2 separate regions of the Sus scrofa genome follow, and region 1 is linked to region 2. Evidence: chromatin contacts called from public Hi-C data. All regions are on one chromosome and are shown on one strand. Each heading gives the region's core, a stretch centred on a gene start, on an enhancer-like site or on the middle of the called end of the contact. The rest is flanking DNA. Distances are from core to core; before and after follow the strand shown. Region 1 has its middle 41 kb from the start of FGD2. Region 2 holds the start of PIM1 (serine/threonine-protein kinase pim-1).

Region 1 (7,211 bases), core at 2,697-5,196, 98 kb before region 2:
GTGTGTGTGTGTGTGCTTTTTTTTAGGGCTGCACCTGTGACATATGGAAGTACCCAGGCTAGGGGTTGAATCAGAGCTACAGCTGTTGGCCTACCACAGCCACATTAATGCAGGATCAGAGCTGTGTCTGGGACCGACACCACAGCTCTCAGCAACGCCGGATCCTTAATCCACTGAGCGAGGCCAGGGATGGAACCCGCAACCTCATGGTTCCTAGTTGGATTCTTTAACCACTGAGCCACAACGGGAACTCCAACTTTCTGTTCTTTACGCCTCCCTGGGATGGTACTTGGCTGTGGCAGCCTGAGCAAAATAATACACCAAGCTTCCTAAAGGTATACTTTTATGCAAGATTGAGAAAATGGCCCTGTCCACAGCAAAGAATATTAGCTTCTGGTGGCGGCTTTGAGGTATGGAGTTTTTGGTGATTAGAGGGGCCTAGGGTACCTGGAGCCCCTGGTACCACCTCTGCACCTATGCAGCCCTGGCCTTTCTAGCAGGTGAGGGTAGAGAAGAAATCCCAGCCCCTACCCAGTCTGAGAAGTGTTGGGACTCGGCTCGAGATATGGCTGCCAGCTCCCTGCCAAGACCACAGCCCTACCTGGAGCCTCAGCCTGGCCCAGAGGCCCTGCTGGGTCTCACCAGTCCCCCTCCAGGGACCATTTGGGACCCTCCCAAAGGGGCCTTCCCTGATTCCCAGACAAGCCCTTCCCCCATCTCTCTCTCCCAAGGTTCTGGCTGCTAAGGGTCACCTCTACACAGCCCCTGGAGCAGGGGGCTAGTCTGGAGGTATTCACTGGCTCCACATCTCTGGACTGCTCTTTGTGGGACTTGAAAACCCTGGGCATCTTACTCTCAAAGGCCACATCCCTCAGAGTTCCTGCTGTGGTAGAGCAGGTTAAGGACCCAGTGTGGTAGCTACAGTAGCTCAGGTTCAATCCCCAGCCCCGCACAGTGGGTTTAAGGATCTGGAAATGCCACAGCTATGGCGTAGGTCGCAGCTGCAGCTCAGATTCAATCCTGGCCCAGGAACTTCTCTGTGCCCATAGGTGCAGCCAAAACAAACCCCAATAATGCACAGACCTTATTTGACTCTTGATCTGAATAACGTAAGAGAAATACATTTTTAAAAAAAAGCCACATCCCGCAAATGTATTCAAATGGACCCACCTGCCCCATCACATATAACTGATGTAAACTCTAGGAGCTGAGTTGCAGTTGGCTAGTTAACATTTTGTAGACATTTAACCCTTTCATCAGTCCAATCTATGTTTCTCATTTAGAGCCAGCGACCACCATGGCTGTGGCTCAGGTGTGTTTGAAAAGCTGGCTGTCCTGACCCAGAGAAGCCTCCAAGCACCCAGGGTCCAGTCCCAAGGTGCCAGTCCCCCTCAGTGCCACAGGGCAGAAGGTGTGGCACGTTTCCAAGTGGAGCTGCCTCCTCCTCTTCAAACTTCCTCCTGGCCACCTCCCACCTTCTCTTGCTTCGTAGAATCCAGACCTCCTCTCCATGACAGATGAAAACACTGGGGCCCAGAGAAAGGAAGGTCTTCTTCAGGAACACCATGAGTCTTTTTGGAACTTGAACTTGGACCTCTGCCCTGGGATAAGAATGAGATTTTGAGATTGCTCAGGAGAAATCCTTGAAGCAGAATGTTTCCATCCTTCTCTTACCAAACTCAGGTTTGTTTTTCATCCCAGGTGTGTGGTTTTCTCCCAGCTTTGCTGGCTCTCTCCACTAACCCCCCATTTCCCCCACCCCCGCATCTGCAGCATGTGGAAGTTCCCGGGCCAGGGATCGAACCTGTGCCACTACAATGACAACGCCAGATCCTTAACTCGCTGCACCACAAGGGAATTCCCTGTTGGCTCTTCCTCTTGACAGCAGCTCCCTGAAACCGTGGGGAGGGCTGGGGCTCTGCCCCAGGTGCTGAGTGTCCAGGGTTGCAAATACAAAACAGGATGCCCAGTTAAATTTGAATATGAGACAAACAACACTTTTTTTAAATTTTCTTCAGTACAAGGGCAGCCCAAATGTTGTTGTTGATCTGAAATTTTAATTTCACCGGTGTCCTGTATTTTAATTCACTGAACCTTGCCTACCCTCTCAGTGTCCCCTTCTGTTTGGGTCCAGCCCCTCCGCCCCGCAGCTGAGTTTTCTTGCCACCTCAACAGTGTGAGTCACACAGTTGGGGACCTCTAGGCAAATGTTTTTGAACGGAACAGCATCATGGTTCAGGGGAATCCCCCTACTGTCCCCATAACGCGTGTGTTGGCAAAGCAATGCCTAAAACAGTGCCTGTGGAAGGAAAATAAAAGAGGCTACAGGAGTTTGAAAGGCCTTGGGGAGAGCCCCAGCCCTGCTGTGCCGTGAAGATGCTTTAACTAGATCACTCACTCTTCAGGGCTCAGAGGTTGCTTGGAGAGGCTTGGGGAGATTGGAAATTATACCTTCCCAGCCAGCTCCTTTAAGGGCCTGATCTTTCTTCCCCGTCTTACCAAGAAGAGGTCTACTGGGAAGGACGGGCCCTTGGGATGCGAGAGCTGGGCAGGTGCTAGACTTCAGGGATAATGATTGTATCTTCGTCATGGGATTGCCGTGGGGATTATAGGAGGAAATTAATGTAAAAAGCTGGGCATGGGGCTGGCACACAATAAGTGCTTAACTTCAGTGGTGGCTATTGTTATAATCACATCTGAACTTTTGCTTTACCATCAAGCCAGATCTTAAAAAGGTGGCCTCTCGGAGCTCTGATTGTGGCTCAACAGTCCCGAACCTGACTAATATCCATGAGGATGTGGGTTCAATCCCTAGTTTCTCTCAGTGGGTTAAGGATCTGGCATTGCTGTGAGCTGTGGTGTAGGTCGCAGATGAGTCTCGGATCCCCAGTTGCTGTGGCTCTGGTGTAGGCCAGCACTGTAACTCTGATTGACCCCTAGCCTGGAAACTTCCATATGCTGCAGGTGCGGTCCTAAAAAGAAAAAAAAAAAGGTGTCTCTCAGTTCTTGGGGCTCCCACAGTCTCTCCTCAAGAGGCTTCAGGTCTCCAAGAGTTCCTACTTTGGGAGTTCCCATTGTGGCTCAGTGATTAATGAACCCGACTAGTATCCATGAGGACACAGCTTCGATCCCTGGCCTCGCTCAGTAGGTTAAAGATCCGGCCTTGCTGTGAGCTGTGGTGTAGATCGAAGACGTCAGATCCCGCATTGCTGTGGCTGTGGTGTAGGCCGGCAGCTGCAGCTCCAATTCAACCCCTATCCTGGGAACTTCCATATGCCACATGTGCGGCCCCAAAAAGCAAAAAAAAAAAAAAAAAAAAAGAGTTCCTACTTTGACGAAATGGTATTGGTGGCGTTTGCAGCACGAGGATGAAGGTTCCATCCGTGGCATAGTGGGTTAAGGATTCAGCTTTGCCGTAGGTCACAACTGCGTCTCAGATCTGATCCCTGGCCCCCCAGGAACTCCATATGCCGTGAAGCAGCAAAAAAAGAAAGAAAGAAAAAAAAACTTCGGGTCTCCAAAGCGAGCCTATCCCCGGGCCCAGCTTGGGCGTGAAGCTGGTGTCACCTGTCAGTTCTTCGTTTGGGTTAGTTTTCAGTCACCCAGCAGAGCCCCAAAGAAGCAGGACTCAGAAGAGGTTGTCGTTGAACCCTGAGGAAATCAGTTTCCACCTGAGATGTCCCTGAGGGAGGGGAGGAGGGGAGGCTGCCTTTGGCGCTTGTTCCTGCGAGGGGGGGGGAGCGGGGGGCGTTACCCTGGAGGAGGAAGAAAGGAGGGGGCGTGGGAAAGGCCCTGCAAAACGTGCGTCTCATTTCCTCTTCTGGAATGTCCACCCCGGGGCCCCAACAAATGAGCTTCGACTGGAAGTGAGGCGGGAAAGCCCCTGACCTGGAACGTCTCTCCCTTCAACACCTGCGGCTGCCCAGGGCCTGGGCTGGACGCTCTGGCTTCTTAGAAAGAAACTGAAAGGCCGTAGGAGAGACTCCACCACTTCCCCTTCCTCAGTAAGAGGAACTTGGAGTTGCCCTGACAGGAAAGTCTTGGTGGGGCTTCTCGGAAGCTACCGTGCTGTTCTACTGAGGAAAACCGCAGGCGGGGGACAGGGCGCGCGGGGAGGGGTGGGGGCAGGGCTAGTGGGGACCCGGCCATTGACAAAGTCACAGCCAAGCTGCCTTGGGAAGCTGCCAAGGTTTTCTCCTCAGCCCCACCTGCCACCACCTCTTTGGGGAGTCCTGGTGCGTCTCCCTTCCCCCTCAGTCTTGGGGTTCCCTCCAGGTCAGCCCCCACTGCCCTAACCAGACACAGCTGTGTTGGTGCTCCAGGTTCCCTCCTGTGCTCACCGCCCCCCAAAACTCACCCATCCAGGGCCCGTCTCCACAGAGAAGTCCTGACCCTCTGGTAGGGGAACCGGGGGATCTGGTAGGCACAGGGAGCTAGGTTTTGGAATAGGTCACATCCTCTGAGCTGACTCGGGGGGGCCAGTGAGTTGAAAAAAGGGCTAGGAGTTCCCGTTGTGGCAGCAGGTTAAGAATCCCACTAGTATCCATGAGGATGCGGGCTCGATCCCTGGCCTCCCTCAGTGGGTTAAGGATCCAGCATTGCCACAGTTGAGGTGTTGCTCAGTGGGTTAAGGATCTGGTGTCACTGTGGCTGTGGGGAAGGCCGGCAGCTGCAGCTCTGATTTGACCCCTAACCCAGGAACCTCCATGTGCTGCAGCTGTGGCCCTAAAAAAAAAAAAAGGTAAAAGGGCATCTACAGGGGACACAGGGATTCCTGCCTTAATAATGGCTGCAGTTTGCTTCATTCTTTTCTAGACACAACGTAGGCTGCTCTTGGGGGACTGGGGGTGTGGGCAGAGTGGGGTGGGGGTGTCTCTCCCCTTCCCAGACACATCCAAGGGTAACTGCTGCAGCCAGAGGAGACAGTCCACAGGGACAAATCACATGCAAGGCCCAACCCCAAAAGGGGCTAAGAGACCCTCAGGGCCTCAGCTATAGAACAAATGTGTCAGTCAGGAATGGCCCCAGAACCAGGCCATGGCCTTCCCTGGCTGAAGTTTCCATGGCCCCCCACTGCCTGTGGAGAGTCCAGACTCTGAGGCTTGGGTGTAAAACCCTTGCTAGGGGTCCCAGCTCCTCCTCTGGGCTTTGCTCTGATGAGCTCCTGCGTCCTTTACCCAGCATCTCCTGCTCCTGTGCTAAGACCTAGCTGGGCATGTATTTCCTGGAGCTGTTGTCCTTGCCTCCAACCCAGCCTATAGGCTGGGATAAGAGGCTGCCTCTTTGACCTCACCGGGCACATCCCACCTGGGACCCTTATCCACATCGCTTAGTGATTGCCTAGTTTCTCTCGCTCTCTTTTTTTTTTTGTTTTTGATCATGCCCATGACATGCAGAAGTTCCCAGGCTAGGTATCAAATGCCACAGGGAGTTTCCATTGTGGCTCAGGGGGTTAAGAATCTGATTAGTATCCATGAAGATGCAGGTTCAATCCCTGTCCTCACTCAGTGGGTTAAGGTATCTGGCATTGTCACCAGCTGCAATGTAGGTCACGGATGCAGTTTGGATCCAGTGTTACTGTGCTAGGCTGGCAGCTGCAGCTTCAATTCAACCCCTAGCCTGGGAACTTCCATATATTGCAGGTGTGGCTCTAAAAAGAAAAAAAACCTGGGCCACAGCAGTGACCATGCCAGATCCTTAACCACTAGGCCACCAGGGAACTCCAATTGCCTCTTTATCATCACCCAGCCAGGGAGAGCTGCTGTGGGCTTGGCATATCTCAATGAACATTTGGTGAGGGAAGAGATGAATAAATGAGTGAATTTACTGCTTTCTGCCAGGCCGCATGGCTGAGAGCCCCACATGCCCACAGGCCCAGACATCCACGTGTGAACTGGTCCGCCCACGTGCAGTGGGAGGAGACACGTGCATGCTTGTCACCGTGTCCCTGAGTGTTCGTGTGAGTCCCTGTGTTAATCAGCCAGCATCACTGATGATGTCCTTCTGGCCAGCAGGTGGCACTGTGCCCCTCCACTGAGGTTTGTCCATCCAGATTGCCACTGGCTGTCATCACTGGAGGGGCCTCAGCAGGCACACAGAGCTGCCTCCCTCATCCCACAGGGGACCTGGGCTGCCTGGATCTCATGAGGGATCAGTCTGGTCTTCCGGCTGAGCAGCCAAGGGTCTGATGCCACAGTGTGCAAACTCTGGTCCAACCCATGTCTGTGGCATTCTGTATGCCCAGGGCCAAGCGGGACCCTGTAGGAGAGCCTGAAGTCTAGGCAGCTGGAAACAGGAAAGCACAAAGGCTAAAATAAAAGTATGGGCTCAGAGTCCAGCTCTACCTCTGACTGGCTGTGTGAACTTTGCAAGTCCCTTGACCTCTCTGAGCTTGTTTTTTTTTTGTTTTTGTTTTTGTTTTGTTAAGTAATAATCATGGCAATGTATAAAATGAAATAATTGATGTAAAACAAGGACCACTGGAATTCCCGGGTGGCTCAGCAGGTTAAGGATTCAGCATTGTCACTACTGTGGCTCTGGTCGCTGCTGTGGCATGGGTTTGATTCCTGGCCCCTGAACTTCTACACGCTATGCACACAGCCAACAAACAAACAAAACCCAAGGGCTACAGTGGGCTCTACTATGAGGCAGTGGGCTCTACTATGAGGCAGTGGCTCTTAAGCTGTAGCCCTGGAGGGCTTGTTAAAGCAGATTGCTGGGCTCCACATGCAGAGTTTCAGATTCAGTGGGTCTGGGGTGGGGTCTGTGAATTTGCATTTCTAATGAATTCCTGGGTGATGCTAATGCTGCCAGCTGGTATAAGGACCTGCATTTTGAGAACTGGATACAGGATATTCATAGTCAGGGAAGACACCCCAGGTTATAAGCACAGCACAAAAGCAGCAGGCTTCTGACGGATATCATGGAAGCAGAGGAGATGGAAGGGCAAACTCCAGGGGCCCTGTGGCCTGGGCAACAGGAAGGGGAGAGAGAGGGGCCTCTGGACCAGGCTCTGCTCTCTCCCACCACTAGTCTCAGCTCTGTCCCTGGGCAGCAGTGCTGGAGGAAGTGAGCCCAGGGCCGGCTGTCCGGCTGGCAAGGCACCAGACCTGCCTCGCTCCACGTGGCCACTGCCTTTCCCTGGAAGGGGTGGGTCAGTTGGTTCTCTGTTCCGGCTTGGCCTCTGTTACGCTTCCTCAGCTTCTGGGAAC
Region 2 (6,302 bases), core at 3,044-5,543:
AAAATCTTTGTGTTCAGTGCCTTCAAAAAATATTGATTATTTTCACTCAGATTGTCAGTACTCAATGTGTAAAAAATCCAAAAATAAATCTAGGTTATTTTTATTTCTTAAAAAAAAAAGAATTGTCAATGAATTTAAATATACTTTATTGGATAATAAAAACTCTTTCTTTCTCCAATCTTGCTGAGAAACTGGAAGCTGACTAAAGATTTATAAACTTGAAACAAATGTCACATCTTATCAAGGACAAGAACCAGTTCTAACTTGACTACATAGATTTCCTGACTGTTCTAAAGTTGGGATATTCTGGATTTCCTAGCTGTCCACCACTACCATAATTCATAATTATTACAACTTAAAAAGGAGGCTTCAGCCTTTTTAAATTTAGACTCTTTCATGTCTTACAGTTTGTAGTGGATTTTCACATATATTCTACACATACGAAATGCATGTGAAATTTAGATTTTACTAAATGAGCTTGCAACTGTTGAGGTAATTGGAGATGTTTTAAGATACAGAAAGAAGTGTATTACAACTAATTTTCTCCAAATTCCCCCTTTTTATTTCACTGAATAAGGAGAAAGTAAGATAAACAAAAATGGTAAATTTTTCAAAATTAAACTTTAAATTTAAAAATGAAATAATTCACTAAAAAAATTTAAAAATAAAGATACAATAAATCTTTTTTTAAGAAGAGAAATAACAGGAGTTCCCATCGTGGCTCAGTGGTTAACAAATCCGACTAGGAACCATGAAGTTTCGGGTTCGATCTCTGGCCTCACTCAGCGGGTTAAGGATCCAGCATTGCCATGAGCTGTGGCGTAGGTTGCAGACACGGCTCGGATCTGGCGTTGCTGTGGCTCTGTCATAGGCCGGTGGCTACAGCTCTGATTAGACCCCTAGCCTGGGAAGCTCCATATGCTGTGGGATCGGCCCTAGAAAAGACAAAAAAGACCAAAAAAAAAAGGAGAGAAATAGCAGATTCAGATCCAAAATATTTCCATCCTATTAACTGCGAATAGCTTGTAGGGAAAAGTTATGTAGCCTTAGTTATAGAAGTACATCAATTAGATTCTGGGGTACTTTGAAAAACAATATATAGGCATCCCTTTCAAACTTCTAAACTGTGATTATAGACATCGCTGAAGTCATTCTTTTCACAATGACTGGATTAGATCCATATCAGGTAGAATAGGAAACCACATAGGATTAATTTGGCCACTGCTCAAATTAATATGAACAAATTCTCCCCTTTCCAGAGAACTGTTAGCATACTCATGGCCTTTCTTTTTCCAAAAGCGTTTGTCATTTAATTATTAGTGTAGTGTTTCTGATTGTTTGTTCAAATCTTTGAGATGGCACAGGTTGTGCAAGATTTTCTTTTTACAGCCACAGTTTGATGTATCAAAACATCAAGTTCCTTATCTTGGAAGAGTAACTTTTAATGCAAAACATACCTGAATGTTTAATAATTATCTTTAAAAGCAGTTTTAAGTAAATAAAAGCTCTTTGCCCGGCAAGGTCCATGTTTTGTAATTTCCAGCTGTGAAGTGCCTACCATATAAAGCAGACATATTAAATGTTAATTACTTCAGCTCTTACTAATTAAATATTTAGCCCTACAAAGATCTAGAGAAAGTGAAAATGATTGAACTTGATTTAATGTATATGATTTTGAATCACATTCTCTCCAAACAGGTTAAAATCAAACTAGCTAGCATTTTATCTTTGAAGCCTTCAAGGTGCAAGACCATCCCAAAATTCTTCCTTTTAATCATCATTGTCACAATCACAATCAGCATCATTGACTTCATAACTAATATTTATTAGAATCTCACTCTGTGCTGGTCTGTGTCTTACAACAGCCCTAAAATGTAGGTGCAACTGTTATCTCCATTCAGTGTAAAGCTTAGAAAGGTTAAGTAACTTGACGAACGTCACATAACTAGATTTGAAAGCAAGGTAACTCAGTTTAAAGGTTGTTCCTAACCTTTATATTGTCTGTTCCATTTTAATTTGCTGAAATTTGGTCTAAATTGACTTTTATAATCATGACCTTTTTTGTGGAGACCCATTTTAGTCTTTCCTTTCGTCAACAATCATTGGACAAAGTATTCATTTAAGGACTAGGGAGAGAAGATATAAATAACTGAAAAGTTAATAAAGAGATTTAAAAAAAAAACCTAAAAAACGTGCGGTTGTCAGATAAGTGGAGTAGATGTGTAATTTCATGCTTGGAGTTTGTTGGGCAATCTGGGGTGGAACTAGAATTGTGTTCTCAAGTCGGCAAAGGCTTTAAATAAAAGAGGGGGAATTCTCAGAGCAGGCTGACTGCCTCTCCAAAGGCACAAAGTCTAAAGTGCTGCGTGAGTGGGAACAAGGGAGAATGGTCCAGTATGGCTTGTGAAAGGAAAGGGAAGGTAGAGGGGTTGGAAATGGTGGTCACATAAATTTATACTTGTTATCTTAGTATCAAGGACAGTTTTGGATGCCAATAGAAGAAAAGCTTTGAATACTCTGGAGTTGAATTTGGGTCATTTCATCTCTTCCTCCCTTAGCTGTTGTATGACCCTGTGTCATCCTATTTATGTTTCATTTTCCTGTCTGTAAAAAAGGGAATAATTCTTGTTCCCTTGGGTTTTCTCATAGTCATCAAAAATGAATGAGTTAGGCCACAGTACACAACAAAAGGGAAATATGTAATATCTTATAAGATAAATTCATAAAAGTTGTGAAACAACTGGGTGTCTTTATAAAACAAGCACTGTAGGAAACTTTTAATGAAACATTTAAACTCATTAATGCCAGCAGATACACAGATCCACGGACTTCCTCATTTTTCCTTTAAGTGGCAGGAACTTGAAAACAATTAAAATAGGATGTAGTTAGCTTTCAATTATTTAGGCTCTGACATTTCAATTTATGGATTACATAGAATTCTAATTTACTCATTTCACACGTCGTTATCAACTCTACATGAAGTTTAAAAGGACAAAGGATGAAAGTCAAATTGGTCAGTTTTCCGTGTTATTTCCAAGGGGGGGCAGGGAAAGGAGGGGCATTTCCTTTGAGTCAAGAATCGGGGGCTGCTAATAATTGCTAGTATTGCCTGACTGGTAATAACAGGCTGATGAAAAGGTGAATACAACGCGAAAGCTGATTAAATCAAGCGCGCCCTCCCACCCCGCTTTAGATGAGGAATTCATCTCTCGCTCCCGCCCTCACAGAAGGGCTGAGACAGCATCTGGCATCACAATACTAACATTTGTTTCGTGATTTCCTCTTTACCGGGCACTCTGACACACATCACTGCTTAGGAATCAGGATTCACTGGAACCTTTCTGCATTTTAAAAATAAAATCTGCTAGGGGATTGGGGGCTGGGGAGCTGATCTTTTCACGGGCTGTGACAACCGCGATCGGGACGCCTCCCCCGAGTGAGCGGAGCTCTCCTCATTTTATTCCGGGCCTGTGACACCTCCACTCCCTGCGTGAAGCCGCTGTGACTCACATCTTGCAGATCCTTCGCCCCCCACGCGCCCCCAACACACAAACCCCGGAGGACCCAACTCGAGCCCACAGAGCGTGATCAACCAGCCCAAGCCGACTTGGAGGTCTCACGTCTGAGTCACACAGAAAGACCACCCTCGTCGGCATCCCCCCCGCCACACACACACCACACACACACACACACACACGGTCCCTCACACCCCGGCGCGCCGGCCGCCTGGCCTCCCCGCCTGTCACACCAACGCCCGTCGTCTCTGCGCAACTTGTTATGCTCCAGCTCAAGCCCTTGACCCAAAAACCCCGAGAAACGGAGAGCCGCAGAGCCGGCCTCGGGCGGCCTTTGATGGCTTTGTTATTGTTTGGGTTTGAATCGATACGCCCCTCCCCATCCTTCCTCCGTGGCTGCTAGACACCCAGCTCCCGCCTCCCATCACGCCCCGCGCCCCTCCCCCTCCATTTTGGCGCCTTTTCCTTCCCGCCACGTCGTGGCGGCGTAGAGACCATTCTGACCGCGAGAGCGGGGCGGGGCGGGAGCGGGGCGCGCCGTGTTATGCAGATAGGTCGGCTTCTGGTTGGCTGGAGATGCGCCGGCGGGGGCGGGGCCGGGGTGCGGCGCCGGAGCGCGCGGGGCGGGGGGGAGGGGAGTCGCCCTGTCCCGCCGCTTCCCCACCCCCTCTCCTCCCTCCGCTGGCCTGGCAGCCCGGCTCCCCGCCTAGGCCTCCTGGAGAGGCCCCGCCCCATCCCCGCCCGCCCGCGCGCCCCCCGCCGGCGCGCTCCGCCCCTTTACTCCTGGCGGCTGGGCGAGCCGGGCGTCTGCTGCAGCGGCCGCGGTGGCGGAGGAGGCCCGAGAGGACTTGGCGGCAGCAGCGGCAGCGGCGGTGGCGGGACCGGCAGCAGCAGCAGCTACAAGCTCCCTGTGCCGCGGCGCTGCCGCAAGAGTCCCACGAGCCGCCCACCCCGCCGCCCTCGGCGTTGCCTGACCCCGCCGGCGTGTCCGCCAGTCTCCAGCCCCGGCGGCGCCCCCAGTCGTCCTCCGACTCGCCCTCGGCCTTCCGCGCCAGCCGCTGCCGCAGCCGCAACGCCACCCGCAGCCTCACCCCCAGCCGTAGGCACAGCCACCGGCACAACCCCAGCCCCAGCTCCTGCTGCTGCAGCTCTTCCAGACGCAGTCCCTACGCCGACACCCTGGAGGTTGGGATGCTCTTGTCCAAAATCAACTCGCTTGCCCACCTGCGCGCCGCGCCCTGCAACGACCTGCACGCCACCAAGCTGGCGCCCGGTGAGTGCCCCCCCCCAAATCGTGGATGGAGGGGCGACTGGACTTCCCAGGGTGGGAGCTGGGGGCACCCGGGCCGGCACTGAGTCCTCTGTGACTCCCCCTTTCCTAGGCAAGGATAAGGAGCCCCTGGAGTCGCAGTACCAGGTGGGCCCGCTACTGGGCAGCGGCGGCTTCGGTTCGGTCTACTCAGGCATCCGTGTCGCCGACAACTTGCCGGTGAGTGGGCGCCCCACCACGGGGAGGGCGCTCCGGGCAGGGGGGCGGCAGGGTGTGTTTGGCTCTGGCGAGGGGACCTAACAGACTCTCTGGGGGGCTTTCCAGGTGGCCATCAAGCACGTGGAGAAGGACCGGATTTCCGACTGGGGAGAACTGGTGAGGGAGCGACCCCAAGGATGGGTGGGGTGAGGGGCACCCTCCGACTCCCGCCCTAACGCAGCCCCCTTGCCCCCTCTGCAGCCTAATGGCACCCGAGTGCCCATGGAAGTGGTTCTTCTGAAGAAGGTGAGCTCGGGCTTTTCCGGCGTCATTAGGCTCCTGGACTGGTTCGAGAGGCCCGACAGTTTCGTCCTGATCCTGGAGAGGCCCGAGCCGGTGCAAGACCTCTTCGACTTTATCACGGAAAGGGGGGCCCTGCAGGAGGAGCTGGCCCGCAGCTTCTTCTGGCAGGTGCTGGAGGCCGTTCGCCACTGCCACAACTGCGGGGTGCTCCACCGCGACATCAAGGACGAGAACATCCTCATCGACCTCAACCGCGGCGAGCTCAAGCTCATCGACTTCGGGTCGGGGGCGCTTCTCAAGGACACCGTCTACACGGACTTCGATGGTGAGCCAGGCCTTGGGGGAGCTGCGCGGGAGGGAGCTGCCCAGGTGACTCGGCCTGGCCTGGAGGCCTCCACAGGCTCCCCTCTCCGGCCCTTTGTAAAGGTCATCGGGCCGCCTGGCTCGATGCTAGCAGGGGTGGGGCGAAAGAGAGCTTCCCAGCCTAGGAAAGCCGGCGATTTCAAGCCAGCAGAACCTGTAATGTTTCTGGCATGATTTTATTTTTTGAGTGGAATTCAGTGGGTTCCAACCTTTCCCGATGAATAAGAGGTTGTGGGCAACCGGCCGTAGCCCAGATTTCTGAAGTCTGACCCAGTTTCCTCCCCAGTAAAAGGATAGGAGGGGGAAGGAGGAGGAGAGAGCGGGAGAGATGAAAATTGATGCCGGTTTTGTAATTTTTGTTTTGTCTTACAAGGGACTTAGTTTTCGGTAAGGTAGTTTTAGAGCTGCAGTTTCTCTCCTTTGATCTAGGGAAGGATAAGGAATAGAAACAGTAGTTGTGCTGAATAATTCGTTTTGTTGATTATTTAATTTTGGGGGGTGTTGTAGGGTGAGGGAATTAAGAATGAATGTTGTGAAATAAGATCTCTTGCTGGTTAGAGAATTAGTTGGGTGTCTCCGCAGAGAGGATGAAAACCTATCCTAGGGAGGGGCTTGGAGCGGGTCCTTTCAGAGAAGATGGAATGGAGAGCTCG

Evidence for each region. Hi-C and Micro-C count contacts between places; a contact is called where the count stands out from the background.
Region 1: a Hi-C map of subcutaneous adipose tissue shows a contact between it and region 2, with 5 times the contacts expected there. The contact joins the enhancer-like site here to the promoter of PIM1 in region 2. A contact is called at or near these places in 5 of 5 promoter capture datasets (fetal liver, fetal skeletal muscle, liver and 1 more), 35 of 47 Hi-C or Micro-C datasets (adipocytes, adipose tissue, alveolar macrophages and 17 more) and 2 of 2 datasets of contacts at active chromatin or transcription factors (alveolar macrophages and skeletal muscle).

The regions. Positions count from the first base shown.
Region 1 is chr7:32,686,070-32,693,280 of Sscrofa11.1, forward strand. No RefSeq gene overlaps it. Among named protein-coding and RNA genes, the nearest start is that of FGD2, 41 kb to the left of the region's middle. Within about 2 kb of position 3,947, at least 19 of the 83 cell types and tissues checked have an H3K27ac peak or open chromatin away from gene starts, as enhancers often do. A contact at or near this core is called in adipose tissue, alveolar macrophages, retroperitoneal adipose tissue and 1 more, where this site is marked.
Region 2 is chr7:32,783,953-32,790,254 of Sscrofa11.1, forward strand. It overlaps PIM1 (serine/threonine-protein kinase pim-1), which reads left to right and starts at 4,294. Exons shown (of 6, transcript XM_005665927.2): 1 at 4,294-4,788; 2 at 4,898-5,004; 3 at 5,110-5,160; 4 at 5,245-5,611. The coding sequence starts at 4,707.